Regions from separate parts of the Mus musculus genome. Here region 1 is linked to region 2. Evidence: chromatin contacts called from public Hi-C data. All regions are on one chromosome and are shown on one strand. The core of a region is the stretch at or near the end of the contact, and the rest is flanking DNA. Distances in the headings are between cores, read along the strand shown. Region 1 overlaps Cyth3 (cytohesin 3). Region 2 holds the start of 0610040B10Rik (RIKEN cDNA 0610040B10 gene).

Evidence for each region. A called contact is a pair of places that touch in the nucleus more often than the background predicts.
Region 1: a contact with region 2 is called in a Hi-C map of cerebellum, with 2.6 times the contacts expected there. The contact joins the enhancer-like site here to the promoter of 0610040B10Rik in region 2. A contact is called at or near these places in 9 of 39 promoter capture datasets (the 3T3-L1 cell line, 3T3-L1-derived adipocytes, the HPC-7 cell line and 5 more), 9 of 484 Hi-C or Micro-C datasets (cardiomyocytes, cerebellum, cortical neurons and 4 more), 1 of 115 datasets of contacts at active chromatin or transcription factors (embryonic stem cells) and 2 of 9 other capture datasets (adipose tissue and pancreatic islet).

The regions. Positions count from the first base shown.
Region 1 is chr5:143,703,618-143,711,171 of GRCm38.p6, reverse strand. Cyth3 (cytohesin 3) reads right to left here. Exons shown (of 13, transcript NM_011182.4): 10 at 4,012-4,088; 11 at 3,862-3,933; 12 at 3,623-3,777; 13 at 922-3,339. The coding sequence ends at 3,267. It overlaps Usp42 (ubiquitin specific peptidase 42), which reads left to right. Exons shown (of 18, transcript NM_029749.2): 18 at 1-847. Among named protein-coding and RNA genes, the nearest start is that of Usp42, 25 kb to the left of the region's middle. Within about 2 kb of position 5,516, at least 24 of the 459 cell types and tissues checked have an H3K27ac peak or open chromatin away from gene starts, as enhancers often do. A contact at or near this core is called in cerebellum, where this site is marked.
Region 2 is chr5:143,322,998-143,330,831 of GRCm38.p6, reverse strand. It overlaps 0610040B10Rik (RIKEN cDNA 0610040B10 gene), which reads right to left and starts at 1,524. Exons shown (of 2, transcript NR_027874.1): 1 at 1,479-1,524. Zdhhc4 (zinc finger, DHHC domain containing 4) reads left to right here and starts at 1,594. Exons shown (of 8, transcript NM_028379.5): 1 at 1,594-1,666; 2 at 2,262-2,441; 3 at 4,609-4,733; 4 at 5,874-5,947; 5 at 6,522-6,700. The coding sequence starts at 4,617.

The DNA of each region.
Region 1 (7,554 bases), core at 4,267-6,766, 380 kb before region 2:
TTAATTGCCCTTATTCCAAACGGATACTTTCTACACTGCTGAACATTGTAAATTACCGTGTACATAAAATCACACTGACAATAATGCCCTGGAATAGACCATCTCAAATGCTGCTTAACCACAGACTCAGGTTGACTACTTGTATCTCATGTAATGTTCCTCCACGCTAGACACCTGGTGCACGGCCAGCTGGGAACCATGGACTTCAAAAGGACAAGCGACAGTGCGTCTATTTAAATTAAAGACTTATTTAAAGACCCAAGCTCTCAGCGAGACCTTCGAGGGCTTCCTCTGCAATGTCTGATATAGAAACTAATTTGTTCACATTTTAGTTGTATTCAAGATTTGAAGATGTATTTTATAGACAAGTTCTGTTTTTGAACTTTGTGGAACTATTCCAATCAATTTACCAGTTATGATGAGTATTTGCATTATGAATGTATAATCCAGACATTATTTGTAAAGCCTACAGTATGTTTTTTTTACCTAACACTTTTTATACTGTGTCTCGTCTCGACAATATGATATTGAAGTCTGAGTCGTCAGCTTGATCCCTTCAAGTTTCTAGTTACAGACAAAAATCATACTGTGATTTTATTTTTAATATGGATATGCTATAAAACTGTGACACTTATAATTCACTGGTCCTGCATCAGGAGACGGGAGTGGGGAGAAGACTGTATTTAATACAGTGTGTATCTGAATACTCTGTATGGTTTATACAGTTTGTGTTGTTCAGAGATGTCTAAAGTTGATCTTTGTTTTTTTAAGATTAAAAAAGCACTTGCCCCACTGTATATATACGGCATGTAAGATTTATATAGTATATAAATGGCAGCAAATTAAACAACCGTCTCAGTTTTACTCTGTTCTCCGCAAGCTCATAGCCATGTCTGTTTTAAAGAATTGAGTCTTAGGCAGTTTTGGTTTTAGCAGTATGTTTTTATTTAGGGAACACAGTATTTGCAATAGTTCTGACAGCCGTAAGGCCCTCCATTTTACTAGCTGTTTGCTTTGCAATAAAATAGCCAGAAATTCTGATATCAACATTAATAGGATATTTCTTCATGCAGGTTGTAGGAGTATATACATTGTATAACACTGAAGAAATTAATACATATGTACATTATTTACATAGTAACTATTTATTGTAAATAGAAATGTTTTCTAAGATAAAAAGAAATCACAACATGGTTTCTGGTCTGTAACGACCTAACTTGTCAGCAAAGCACACCTGTAGCTCTGAACTCAGCATGACAGGAAGCACAGTAAGTCCCATCCCCAGACGGTTCCTAGTTACTCTGCAGTACCACATCAAGTCTTCTGAAACCCAGGAATGATGCCCAGGGCCCAGCAGGACAGGGAACTGTCTTTGGGCAGAGTAGGGCTTTAATGCTTCACTGACGAGTGCAGACAAAGGGTGAAGGGCAGGAGTGCCTGAGCCTTTACAAGCTCTGGGAGTGGCAGATGCCCTTGGGTTTAACACTGTCACAACATAACCTGAGTTAAGTGACTCCATGTGGATACTCCAAGAGCCAGTAACTTAGGATTCTTAGCACCAACAGCCATCAGGCAAGGTCCCCTCAAAGATGACTATGGCATCAAAGACAACATTAGGTAGCCTCATGCTTAACGTCCTGACCTCAATATCCCACAGAGAGCTCTGTTGCCCAGGGCCACACCTGGGTTGAACATCTGACCGGCTCACCATGGTCCTGATTGAAAAAAATGCCAGTTCCTACCTCCCTACAGGTGCCCCACCAGCAGTAAATTCAGGTCTGGGGTGGGGAATAGGGGATAGGGATCATGGAAGACTGGAAGCCAGGCTGCATACACACCAGCCAGGCAGCTCAAATGCAAGGGTTTCAGATTTGAGGTATCAGTAAAAGCAAAGCCTAGAAGCTTGGGAATAAACCAAAAAGTGATCAGTCTGGTGCACGAGCGAGGGAGCTCTGGCCTGCACATCCTTCTGTGCCATCTTAGATGGCAGCTACCACCAAGGTCAGGCAAAAAGCCTTAAGACAGCTCACTGAAAGTCTCGTGTAAGGGCATTTGGTTGGCGGTTTTCAAGGGCTCTCAGAACACCAGCTCCACGTGCAGGGGAAGACCATTTTCCAAATAAGCCATGAATGGGCCCTCTCATCTTACCCAGTCTCAGCCCAAGCACATATGCCCTGAAGGCATGCACTGGTGTGTGTGTGTGTGTGTGTTAGGGGTCTGGATGTCACACGTGTCCCTCAGTGCCATCTTCAGTTTTTCACCTCCTCCAAAGGATGTCAAATGTTGGAAAACATGGCACTCCAGAGAACAGGTGGATTACTTCTGGCTGCTTCTGCTTGCTTACTACATCAAAATATGTGTTAGCACTTAACCCAAGTTTGAAACAGCAAGCAACAAAAGTACCAAAGTCATGAGCCATGTGCACTCGGACCACATGAAACTGTCCTGTATGAAGGTCAGACAAGAGGAGGTTCTGCACATAAGTGGCCTGTTTTCCAGAGAAGGAACTCCATCTCCAGGCCTTGGCACTGACAGGATAAATACCCCGGCCATAGCTGTACCTTACTGATTCATCTTAGAGAAGCATGTGAGGGGAAGTGGCAGTCACGCCTGAATCTCCCAAGCACACTGCTCTCCACACTCACCCCAATGCCTCTTCACCCAGCTGACACTCTGTCAGGATGACTGTGCCCCAGCTGCTCTGGCCCCAAGTGCATGGGGGCTGCATATATAGACTGTTTTCAGTGCACAGTATATACGTGTGTCCAGGAGTTAAGTTTATAGCTGCCATTCTAAAAATACTACTGTTAGAAATTAAGTATCTTTCATTATAATTTTCAGAATATAAAAAGGCATATAAAAGCTATAATCCTATATATCTGAGAAAAATTCTGAATAAAAAAGTGGTAGGTTTTCCTTTCCCATTTTGATATAAAACAGCGACTTCTAGAACATCTAGTGTTGCCCCAAAGAGCAGGTGTGGCATGGTGTGGGTGAGGCTCTGGCTCCAGAACAGGAGTCCCATGTGGGCTGTGCAGATCTGGAGGCTGTATCACCAGGTGCTGTTGTGGACAAGGGTCCCCAAAGGTCAATGCCAGGCCGGTGGCAGGAAGGAGACACTCCCAGCTGACCAATGTCCCAGAGCACAGGCTTGAGGGCTCAGGCCTTGGCTGGCTGTTCTGGAGGGCCCGTGGGCACCACATCGTCCCCGGTCCTGCCGCTGGGGAGGCCAGTGTATCTGCTGGAGTCTGGATCCTGACATTTACCTATTTCTTATTGGCAATCCTCCTTTTCCTCGTGGCCAACATGTCATAGAACGGGTCCCTACTGATGCTTGCTCTGGGGAAGAAAGGAAGTAAAGTGGGCTGGAGCTTCGAGAAGGTCTGGCTGCCTGCCTCACCCACAGCTTCCCAAGCAGCAGGGTCAAGGGTGAGTTACCCAGGCTGGCCTGCTCAGTTGCTGACACACTGAGTAAAGGCATCCAACATGCATACACGTGCCCACACCCCTGACATGCAAACACGTGTCCACACACCCCTGACATGCACACGCGTGTCCACACACCCCTGACATGCACACGCGTGTCCACACACGACTGAGCAGCCTGGCTGTGCCCACTCACTTGATGGACTTCATCCACTCCTCCTTTTCCTCCGGGCTGGGGGCAGAGATCCGGTACACAACGTGGTTGCCCTCCACCACACGGCCATCGGCCTCCGTCTTGCAGGCCTTGATGACTTGACCTTTGTGACTGGGGTTATACAGCTCAAAGCAGTTCTGACAGAGAGAAGGGGGTGAGTGTCAGGGGCGTGGGGGTTGGGTAGGGTGGAAGGCAGGCCGCGGGCACAGGGCAGCACGTACCGGCTTCCGGGGGTCCTCCACCTCCCTGATGCTGAGGTTCTCCAGGGGGATGATGCCCCTGGGCTCCTTGTCCTAAGAGAGAGGCATGTGAGGCAAGGCCTGACAGACACGAGAATGCCAGGGCTTCGGAGGGTGTGCGGCCTCACTTACCGTGGTGTACTCAAAGTAGTAGAGGCAGTTATCTGTGAGGATGAACCAGCGCCGTTTCCAGGTCTTCACACGACCCCCTAGGAGCAGAAGAGCCCTGTGAGGCAGGTGTCCTGGCAGCTGGATCCCCAGGGCCCAGAGTGGGGCCCAGAATCCCCTACCCCATATCACTGCCTTGATCAAAGGCCACAGGAGCCAAGCTCATAGCTGGGCTTCCTTCCTCTTCAAACCATCCCATATGACCACAGTTATAAGTCAAGGGCAAGCCATGAGGCCTGACCATCCAGGATGGCTGGGTGCAGGGCTGGGGCCCCCATGCACCCCCACCCAGGGCCCACGCAGGAACTCTTTCTCCATGGCCACCCAGGGTCACCCTAGGTCACACACTGATTTAAAATCTGCTTCCTGGAAAAGTTAGTTGTAATGGATGGGTGTAATATTTCCCCCGTGAAATGAACACGATGAAGTCAGTGCCGGCTCACACAGGTCTGTCCAGGCTTAATCCTGTTACGTCAGGGTTGTTATCGCATTACTGGGACTCTGAGCAGCCCTGGGATCCATCAAAGTCAATTACTCTTGGCCCAGGGAATTATTAGATTGAATTAATCTTTTAACAAGATCTGGAGCTACACACACACACACACACACACACACACACACACAGAGTTATCTGTAACACACAGGGTTATCTGTAACTAACACACACACACACACAACCACACACACAGAGCGCTATCTGTACCTGCTCTTTACTATAGAAAAACCCTTTTTTCTGCCTTCTTCCCTGACATATTCAGTACTCTCAGTTACAATTATTTCTACTGACAGCTTCTGCTCTTGACAAGAAGTTTGAAAACACAAAGGGGAAACTGCTGGTGCTGACAAAGTCAAGTGTTCCACGGGGTGAGGGCAAGCGGGCCCTCCTTGCCCCAGAGGCTCATGGAACTGACAGTGCTCACAGAGGCCTTGGCTTGGCTTTCTCTAGGTGCTGAGAGGTGGGGTGCTAAGTGCCTGGGGCTGCATCTGGTGCCTCCTAAACTCTGCAGGCAAATGCAAGGGGCTGCAAGTGTGGGTAGGCTGTGGGAGGCACAGAAGGTGCCCAGCGTGTGGCTAGAGACATACAGTAGACAGTAGGAATAGGGGAGGAAACTTTACCCTGACAAGAGTGGAGAGTCTGGAAGGTAGGGAGGGGTCTGTAGAGCACAGAGGAATGTCAGGCCAGCCCCAACCTACCACACACCCTCCTGCCTCTTTCCCAGGCTGGAGCCATTCCTTTCTCACACCATCCTTCCTGGTGCCTGTCCTGAACTCCTGCTCCCCACGTTACAGCTTCCTCACTAGAGTCCTGCCCCAAGTCAGGGCCTGTCTCACTCTATTGCACTCTAGGGACTTATGGGAAGCCCCAGCCCATGAAGGGGCCCAGAAAAAGCTCAGTTCTGTCCCTCATGGCCCTAACTCCTCCAGTGAGAAGCAGAGAGAGGCATGCCAAGATCTAGCCAAACTAGCTTCTCTCAGCTGCTCTTTCAGGCCAAGGCTGTGACAGAATCAGGTGACAGAAAACTCACAACGTAGACACTAGTCTGCTGCCTCTTCTTCCCCTGGGGACTCCCACTGCATGGTCATCCTAGCTACAATGCTGCCTCCAGCCCTGGGCAGGCCGCCTTCCCAACAATAGCCAAAGCACTTGGAAATTAAAACGCCTAATTTCCCTCTCCAGTCTCGGGCTCCTCCTTGGCAAAGCTGCTCTGGTCTTGGTGGCAGCAGCCGCTGGCACACAACCCATACTAGCTGTACTTGCTCTTTACTGCGGGAGAGTCCTTCCACCTTCTGCCCTGACATACTGAGTACTGTCAGTCAAGATTACTTCCACTGACAGCTTCTGCTTTTGACAAGAATTTGAAAACACCTGGCTGTCAGGCCCGTCTGTGCGCCACTCAACCTCAAGCTACCTGGCCTGTCAGCCGTGGGCCCACAGCTGCCCAGTGGGCAATCTGTGAAGATGAAGGGCCTTGGTTCAATACCCTGGATAGCTCCACTGTTCTCACCGCCAGGCAATTGCTGGAGCCTGGCCAGTAGGTACCTACACTGAGCAGCACCGGCTGGGTTCCAGGCTGCCCAGCAGGGCTACCATTCAGCTCAGATGCAGGTCTAGAAGGGGTTGGGCAGTCCCCAAACTCCAAGTCACAGCAGACTCTGTTACAAAGGGTTGGGACGCTCTCTGCTAACCGTCCTGCAGCCAGCCCTGTGCAGAGGAGCTGTGCTCCAAACCCTTCCATGTCTGCATGTTTTCACTTTCACAGGTGTTAGCAAGCATGTGTAAGTGGACACACACAGCTGCACACACACAACACACTGACATGTACATGCCTACACACACCTTTTCCTCCATGATAATTCAGCTTCATCTACATCCAATGTACATCAATGTGTTTTTACTTGAATGCTCAAAATCCAACACTGTACACAGCCCCAAGACTGCAGAGGCTTCCAGCAGATCATCCAGTGTCCCTCCGGACACTTTTCCAGGAGCATCAGCCAGTTGCAGCAAATGCTAGCTATGTGCCCCACACAACTGAGGGAGACCCAGGGTATCAGGCACTGGGGAGAGGCCAGTGCAAGCTCTCCGTGCCACATGCTGGGGTGCCATCTACACCTCATGTAGCCATGGCTCTGGCTTCAGACTACCCCTAGAGCAGCGCAAACACAGCAGCTGCTGGTGTGAGCGAGGGAGAGCCTGGGTCCCTGCATCTGGCTGTACTGTGTGGAGGCCCAGCCCAGCCCAGCCCATCTCAGCCCAGCCCAACTCTGCACACCGACTTCATGGCCTGTTTAAAAGACCAACTAGAAACTAGGCTGCAAACCATGAGCCATCCTACAGCTTGATGTCATTCATTTGTCATCTTAGGGACTGGCCTCTTCCTAGCACAGGAGCTGTTTGTGCCACCATCCTCAAGGGCTCCCTCCCGGTGGGCTGTGGAGCCTCGCAAGCGTTCCTCTTTTCTCTGCTGCAGGTCCACACGCACAGCACACCTGAGGCCTGTAGTGTGTGCATCTAAGTCTCTCAGATGGCCAAGTTCAAGGGTACTGTCATAGGTTTAAGGCCAACATTGAGAGCATTTCTAAACGCTGACCCAGGGAGAAGCAAAGAGGAGGAGTGAGCAAAGTTTCCGAGACAGCAGGGCTCAGGGCCGACACAGTAGGCTACGGCAGCTGTCCCTGGCGTCACACCCCATCCTCCTTGGATCTTTTAAAAAATACCCTCAGAATTCTATATCCCTCATGTCTTTCTTGCTACAGAGTAATGACATTACCTGAACAGGGTCATGTCACGTGTCACAGGCTTTACTGTCAATCTGCAGTGACACTTCATCCCCCCAGAGTCAAATGAACCCTAAAAGTCTCAACTGTCCCATATGCAGGAGTGATTAACTTTCCTAGGGAAGCCCCTGTCCAGGCACAAGCACTGTTGGTAAGTGGGGTTGGGGTGTGGGGTGTGGGGGTGACACTGTAAGGACAGGCTGGTTACCAGCTTCCTCCCTGCTGCAG
Region 2 (7,834 bases), core at 275-2,774:
CCTCCGTAATGTAACCAGTCTTTCAGGACTCCCCACACCTGCTCACTCTGCTCCCAACATTGCAAAGGCCTTGGATACAATACATTCAGAAAGGTAGTTGTTTTCTTTCTTTTCTTTTTTTTTTTTTTCTAAAAGGAAAAAGAAATGAGAAGCTGGGGTAGGAAGCAAAGCAAACAGGAGAGGGGAGCTTTGAGGCTAATGCTTAGAGATCAGACATTTTTTTCCTCAAAGGGAACCTGTTTTTCAGAGGCGTCAAGAATAGTTCTCGGAGGACCTGGGGGGCACTCAGACAAAGCAGCACCCCCATCCCCTCCAGGAACCTTCTCAGTGCTATGTTTAGCAGCAGCTCCTCTCAAGCCAAGCCTGCCCATTATCAAAACAGCCTTTTTATCCTCAGGGATAAAACACTAGTCACTGCTCCCCACAGGGAGGACGTTAAAGCTGTGCACAGAGATGGCAGGAGTAGGGGCATGCGGTCAGCAGAACCTGACTCACAGGGGGACATACTGTGACCCCTGCAGTGGAACATGCTGGGACTGTTGGGACAGGGCCCAGTGGTGTGTCTGCCAGGAAGACACAGGTGTCCCTGTCTAGGTACCTGCTGGGTGGTCAAGGGTTACTGCTGAGTTCCCGCCAGGACATGCAAAGGCTCGGCACAGTCCAGCAGTTCTCCTGCACCGACCCAAGACAGCCTTCATATTCTGTCAAAAGTGCTCGAAAATTCCAGTTCCTGTGTTAGGTGTGCCTGCCATCCCAACCAAAGTTAGGCTGAGACAGGAGGTTCAAAAGCCCAAGGCCAGCCTGGTATAATTTGGTGGGACTTTAATTTTGTTTGCTCATTTGTTTTGTTTTGTTTTAGAAAAGGTCTAGCTATGTAGCCCTGCCTGTCCCGGAACTCATGTAAACAAGGCTGACCTCTGACTCAGAGAGACCTGCCTCTGTTTCCTTAGGGCGGTGAATAAAGTCATGGGCCACTATGCCTAGCTGAGATCATATTTTGGAAAGAAATTCTTAAAAAGAAAATAGCTAGGGCTGGAGAGATGGCTCAGCGGTTAAGAGCACTGACTGCTCTTCCAGAGGTCCTGAGTTCAAATCCCCCCAACCATATGGTGGCTCACAACCATCTGTAATGGGATTTGATGCCCTCTTCTGGTGTGTCTGGAGACAGCGACATTGGACTCACATAAAATAAATAAAACAAATCTTTTTTTTTTTTTAAAGAAGAAAAAGAAAATAGCTTTTTAAATCTACGCACATACAAGAAATCAGAATTACACTCAGCGGATCACAACAAGCAAACACACCCACAAGAATCAAATCAAGGCCACGAAAATGGGACGGGGTTGGGAGAACGAAGGACTCGTACATAGGCAGTAAATTGTCAAGTAATAATAAAAGTGCGAAGGAAGAGAGAGCAGAGGACGAGGGAGGGAGAAAGACAAACGTTAAGAGAAAAAGAAAAGAGAAAGAAAACCTACGACGGTACGAAAACACAATCGGCTCGCAGAACCAGAGGCCAAAGACAATAATTTCCGGCCTCCCGCTACTTTTTCCGTCGGAAGTCGCCTCCGTCGCGGGCACTGATGACGCCATGGACGCGCCGGAAGTCTTGGGGAGCGCTCCGCTGGGGTCCGCCGGCAGCGGCGGACGGTTGGCCCGGTTTGGGGTAAGGCGGCTCCGGAAGGCTCTGTGACACCCCGGCTGGGCGGCGGCCGTCGGGACCCCGTGTTTGAGTGAGAGCACAGTCCTCTCCGAGCCCCCTGCATCCCGCTCGCTGTGTCCCCTCCTCTTCCAGTCGTTGTCCGGGCTCCGGACGTAGTTGCCGTCTCCCAGCCTGCTTCCGAGCCTCCCTTGTCTCCTCTGAGCCTGATGCGTCCGGGATCTGGTTGTGGGATGGGCTCCATTCACCACTGCCCTTCCCTGGTTCCCCGCAGCTGCAGATTCTGTGACCTCAAGCATGCAAGGGCCTTGAATAATGTACCCGGAAAGTGTCCAGCAAAGGGAAACGACTGGGGCCCTACCCCATGTGGACAACCTCACCATGCGTCTGGACCCCGGTGTGGGCGCCTCAGTGATAGGCGTAGTGACAGTGACAGTGACAGCTAGAGGGATGATAGACCCCCAAACTAGTGGACTTTGAAGTTTTCTTCCCAGGTCAGCAGCGGTACAGCATCCTCTACTTCTGAATGCCTTTCACAGTGCACTCTGCCATGGAGACTTATTCAGCAGTATGTAAGTGTTGCGTTTGATTGTCTCCGCAGCCGGTTCCAGCCTCCTGGAACAACCATGTCGCCAGTTTTGCGCGTGCCAAATTCACGGCGCTGCCCAAGCGGAGCTGCTATCTGAATTCTCCTTGGATGTGGCAAAGGGAAATGAACGCAAAAGGTGCCGCTGGAAGTGTCCGACCTAGAGAAATATGTAGACCGGAGCCCTGTTACCTTGTGAGAATGGCATTTTTTTGTTTGTTTCCTTTTTGTTAATAGTTTCTGTTTTGATTCTCTGCGTTGGAATTTTGGTCCAGAATCCTGCCTCGTAAAGCCAATGTCAGTGTTCCCAGTTTCTTAACACGGGCTTTTTATATTTCATCATTCTGGTCTGGAGGGTGATGGGTGACATCATGACCACTGACCTGTTAAATATGCCCAAGTTTGGGTGTGGGACCCTGACTACCTCTAGGAGTTGCTCATTCTGATGAGGTCGGCGCAGGTTCTTTTGCAGGACTTTATCAGTATCCATGTGAATATTTAAAGATGTAAAAGGGTGTATTGCTGGGTGTGGTGGTGCACTTCTGGAATCCCAACCCTTTGAAAGCTGAGACAGGAGAATTCTGAGTTCCAAACTAGCCTGGCCTGCATAGTCAGATCCTGTCTCAAAAAACAAGGGGTTGGTGGGCTGGGAGCTCGCTCGGTGAGTGAGGGTGCTTGCTGTGCAAGCACAAAGTCCTGAGCTTGGATCCCCAGCACCAACGTGAGTGTGCTTTAATGCATGTCAGCCTCGCCACAAAACGTTGAGCTCCAGGTCCGAGCTACAGATCCCAGAGGCTCTCAGTCTTCCTAATGCTGTGACCTCTTAATACAGTTCTTCATGTTGTGGGGACCCTCGGCCATAAAGTTACTTTCCTTGCTACTTCACACGTGTGATTTTGCTTCTGTTACAAATCCTAATGTAAAGGTCTATCTATGCTTCTGGTTTGGCAGTGCAGATCTACAGTCCAGCATGGGGGAGGGGGACAGTAGGCTCTGTTGGGCTTGCTGGCCAGTCAGTCTAGCTGAGCTTGTGAGCTATAGGTTCAGAGAGGATAGGTTCAGAGAGGGAGCACATCATACAAGCTGTGGTAAGGGGCTGGGGTGGTGGCTATCTTATAGATTGCTTGCCCAGCATACGTGACATGAAGTCCTAGGTTCAATTCTCAATATTGATGGGGGTGGGGTGGGAAGGAACCCACTAGACTTGAGGTTGTCTTGACCAATACTTTGTATGGAGAGCTAGCTTAGCGAAGTACTTGTCTTGCAAGTGTGAAGACCAGAGTTCAAATCTCCAGAACATATGTCGAAGCCTGATGTAGCAGTATGTGCCTATGTAATCCCAGTTTTCCCACTGTGAACTGGGAGAGTCCTCAGAAACACACAGGCCAGCTAGCCTGGTGGACACCATGGAGAGCAAGCAAGAAACCCTGTCTCAAACAAGGTGGAGGGTGAGGACTAACACCAGAGGTTGTCTTCTGACTGCCACATACACCTTAGGGTATATATCAACACACACACACACAAATTCTCAGAAACTAAAAGTAAGTCTGGGGGCTGGTGAGATGGCTCAGTGGGTAAGAGCACCCGACTGCTCTTCCAAAGGTCCAGAGTTCAAATCCCAGCAACCACATGGTGGCTCACAACCATCTGTAACAAGATCTGACTCCCTCTTCTGGAGTGTCTGAAGACAGCTACAGTGTACTTACATGTAATGGATAAGTGAATCTTTTAAAAAAAAAAAAAAGTAAGTCTGGGCATGGTTACACACACCTTTAATCCTGGTACTTGTGATGCAGAGTCAGGTGGATCTCTATTGAGGCCAGCTTGCTCTATGTTGTGAGACCTTATGTCATATAACAACAAAATAATAGCCAAGCCCCTGTGCTAGTGAGATGTCTCACTGGGGAAGGGCGTCGGCTGCCGTGCCTGAAGAACCTGTGTTCGAACCCCAGGACTCATACGGTGGAAGGAGAGAAACAACTCTTAAAAGTTGTCACACACACACACACACACATACACACACACACACACACACACTGTGTGCTGTGGTACTCACATATGCACAGAGACAAGTAAATAGAATGTAATTTAAAATGAAGGGGAGCATGATTGAGGAAGATACCCTATCTCAACCTCTGGATCAAGGCACACATGAACATGTCCATGCACACTTGCAGACACACGTGCACACACAGACATGTGCACACACTGCCTACAGACTAATGAAGGGATTTGTTCATCTTGAGGATGGCCTAATCCGAGTGTGAATCTCACCTGCAGGAGTGAGCCCAGGGCCGGAATACATGCTGGGAATAAATCCCTCAACAGCAGCTGCTCACGCCTGCCGTCTCTTCCTTCGCAGCCTCCAGCATGGACTTCCTGGTTCTCTTCTTGTTCTACTTGGCCTTCTTATTGATTTGTGTTGTCCTGATCTGCATCTTCACAAAAAGCCAGCGTTTGAAGGCCGTGGTCCTTGGAGGAGCACAGGTAGCACTGGTCCTTGGGTACTGCCCGGATGTGAATACTGTGTTAGGTGCTAGTCTGGAAGGCTCACAAGACAAGGGGATGTGAGTCTTGTCTTTAATCCTGGCACTTGGGAGGCTGAGGCTTCGGGGCCAGTTGGGGCTACATCGCAAGAGCCTGTGTCCAAACAAACAAAACGTTGTCTTTTTGCTTTGAGATAGGTCGAATAGGTCGAATTTTCAAGGTTGGCTTTTTAAACAGTGTGTAATGTCTGTATTTGGTTGTGACTCCTGTTTGCCTAGACATGCTTGTAGCAGGTGTGAACTCAGGAGGACACAAGTGACCAGAAAGCTGAGCATCTAGCTGTCAATCTTCCCTTCACATTGTCCCATCTGTCTTCCCTTGGGGGTCAAAGCAAAGTGGGGGCAAGTAGCCACGAAGGGGTTGACTTGGGAGGACCCTGGGGATCTGGAGGCCAATCTTGAGCATGGAGCAGACCTGAGGGTTAGGGAAGCCCACGTCCACAGCAGCCTCTGCACACCCCCTTTCCCCACAGACTCCAACAGACACATTCTGTGCAGTCAAGGTAGAAATGGAGGTGTTCTCTACACCTCCTAAATCCTAGCACTTAGGAAGCTGAGGCAGGATTATGAATTCCAGGCTAGCTCGGGTTATGTAATGAGACTGTTTCAAACACAGAGCGGAGCCGAGGAGATGGCTGGGCAGTCACAGAGCTGCCGTGCAACCAGAACTGGAGGGATGGCAGAGAAGCAATCCAAGAGAATAAAGCGTAAGGAGACTCAGATCCCCAGAGCACACATAAATGCTGGCCGGGATGGTGGCCGGCCTGTATCTCAGTATTTGGTGGAGGCAATGACAGGAGATCTGCAGGGCAAACTGTCTGGCTAGACTAGCCACACAGCGAGAGAACCTGGGCCAGGAGAGCTGCCAGGGAAGATATCTGACTCTGACCACACGCATGTGCTCATGTGTGGACACAGGCACACCACACACACAGGCACCACAAACACGTGAGCGAGTTCGTAGCTTGCTTTTCTGCCATCTGAAGAGAAGATGATAGACTCACCTCCGTTGCATGTGGAGGACCTCCTGATGGGGGACGAGGGGTGAGAGGTGAGGCTGACCCTGCTCCTGTGATTTCAGGTGTGCTCCAGGGTAATCCCGCAGTGCCTCCAGAGGGCCGTGCAGACGCTTCTTCATCAGCTCTTCCACACACGGTATTTGTGGCTCAGGGTTCGCACAGGGCCACATTTGGCCTGGGTGATTAATTGCTGCTGTTCTATAGCCTGTGGGAGCACTTCGTGGTTTCCAGCACAGGGAAGGATGCTGGAAGTTTGGCGAGTGCTGGGCTTGGAATCTCTCCTTATGGACCAGTTACCACTTGCCTATGGGCTTTTAGGGTGACTAGTTTTGTTTTTTCATTTCTGGGTTGACCGTGGTGCTGGGGATTGAGCTGGGGTTGTTGTGCTCATCTGGCGTGCTCTCTGTCTCGGCCACTGAAGTCTGTCCCCACACCTACATGGCCAGTTTGTTGTCTGAGACATGCTTCTGAGACAGAGCCTTTACTTACTATGTAGCCCTACCTAGCCTGGTTCTTTCTGGGTAGCCTAGGCTGAACTCAGACTCAAGACAAACCTGGCCCTGCCTTGAAGTTCTGGGGTCACTGGCTGTGCTACCACTTTGGCCTTGTTTAACCCTTACAGGAGGAGGTTGGCCCGGGCCGTGTTCCTCGGACTCATGTGGCTTCTTCCTGGAATGGCCCGTGCATACTCCCTGTGTGCTTCCTTGCAGCCACCCCACCTTCATCGTCTTGCACCTGCTCTTGCAAGGGCTAGTGTATGCAGAATACACCTGCGAGGTCTTCGGCTATTGCCGGGAGCTGGAGTTCTCTCTGCCTTACCTTCTCCTGCCCTATGTGCTGCTAAGCGTGAACCTGGTGTTCTTCACCCTGACTTGTGCCGCCAATCCTGGTAAGTCAGCTGTCAGGGCCATAACAGCCCAAGCCTAATGCTCACGGTGTCGGTTACGGAGCTGTTCCCTAGGACATGGCAGGAGACCATGTTACGGTTCCACTGTCTTTGAGTTGTGAATATTTTCCAATTTTATTTCTGGTCTTTGGTCCATGGGTTATTTAAAACTTTGAAATATATACACCAGTGTGAGATGTTCTGATATAGGTTGTTTATTTTGAGGCCAGGCTTGTGCCTCAGGCTGACGTGAACCTGGGACCTTCCTACATCCAGAATGCTGGGGTCACAGCACAGGCACGTGCCACCACACTGGCTTCAATGCCCTTCTTAGTTTTGACATATTCAGAATTGCATATGTCCATGGAGAGCTGCGGCCACTGTGACACAGCTTCCTTTTTACTTTTTATATTTTAAAAACATTTATTTATCTTATGTATATGAGCACAGTGTCGCTCTCTTCAGACACACCAGAAGAGGGCAACAGATCCCATTACAGATGGTTGTGAGCCACCATGTGAGTGCTGAGAATTGAACTCAGGACCTCTGGAAGAGCAGTCAGTGCTCTTAACTGCTAGTCATCTCTCCAGCCTCTTTATTTTATTTTTAATTATGTGCTTTTCTCTGTGTGTATGTGGTATATTCATGTACACGTGGAGGCCAGAGGGGGGTTGTGTGTGTGCCTGGGTGATTTGTTTTCTTTCTTACTTTGTTTTTTGGTTTTCTAAAAAATTATCTTTAATTTTTTTTTAATAGTTCAGTTGCTATCCCCCTCCCAGTCCACCTTCTAACAGTTCCTCATCCCATTCCTCTTTCTTCATTTTCAAGAGGATGTCCCCACCTCCACCCCGACCCTACTAGGTCTACCTACCTCCTGGGACCTCAAGTCTGTTGAGGGTTAGGTGTATACTCTCTCACTGAGGCCAGACCCAGCAGTCCTCTGTGTATGTGTCGGGGGCCTCAGACCAGCTGGGGTATGCTGCCTGGTTGATGGCTCAGTGTCTGAGAGATCTCGGGAGTCCAGGTTAGTTGAGACTGCTGGTCTTCCAATGGGGTCCCCCTCTCCTTCAGCTTCTTCCAGCCTGTTTTTTTTCAAACAAACAAACAAACAAACAAACAAGCAAACAGTGTTTTTCT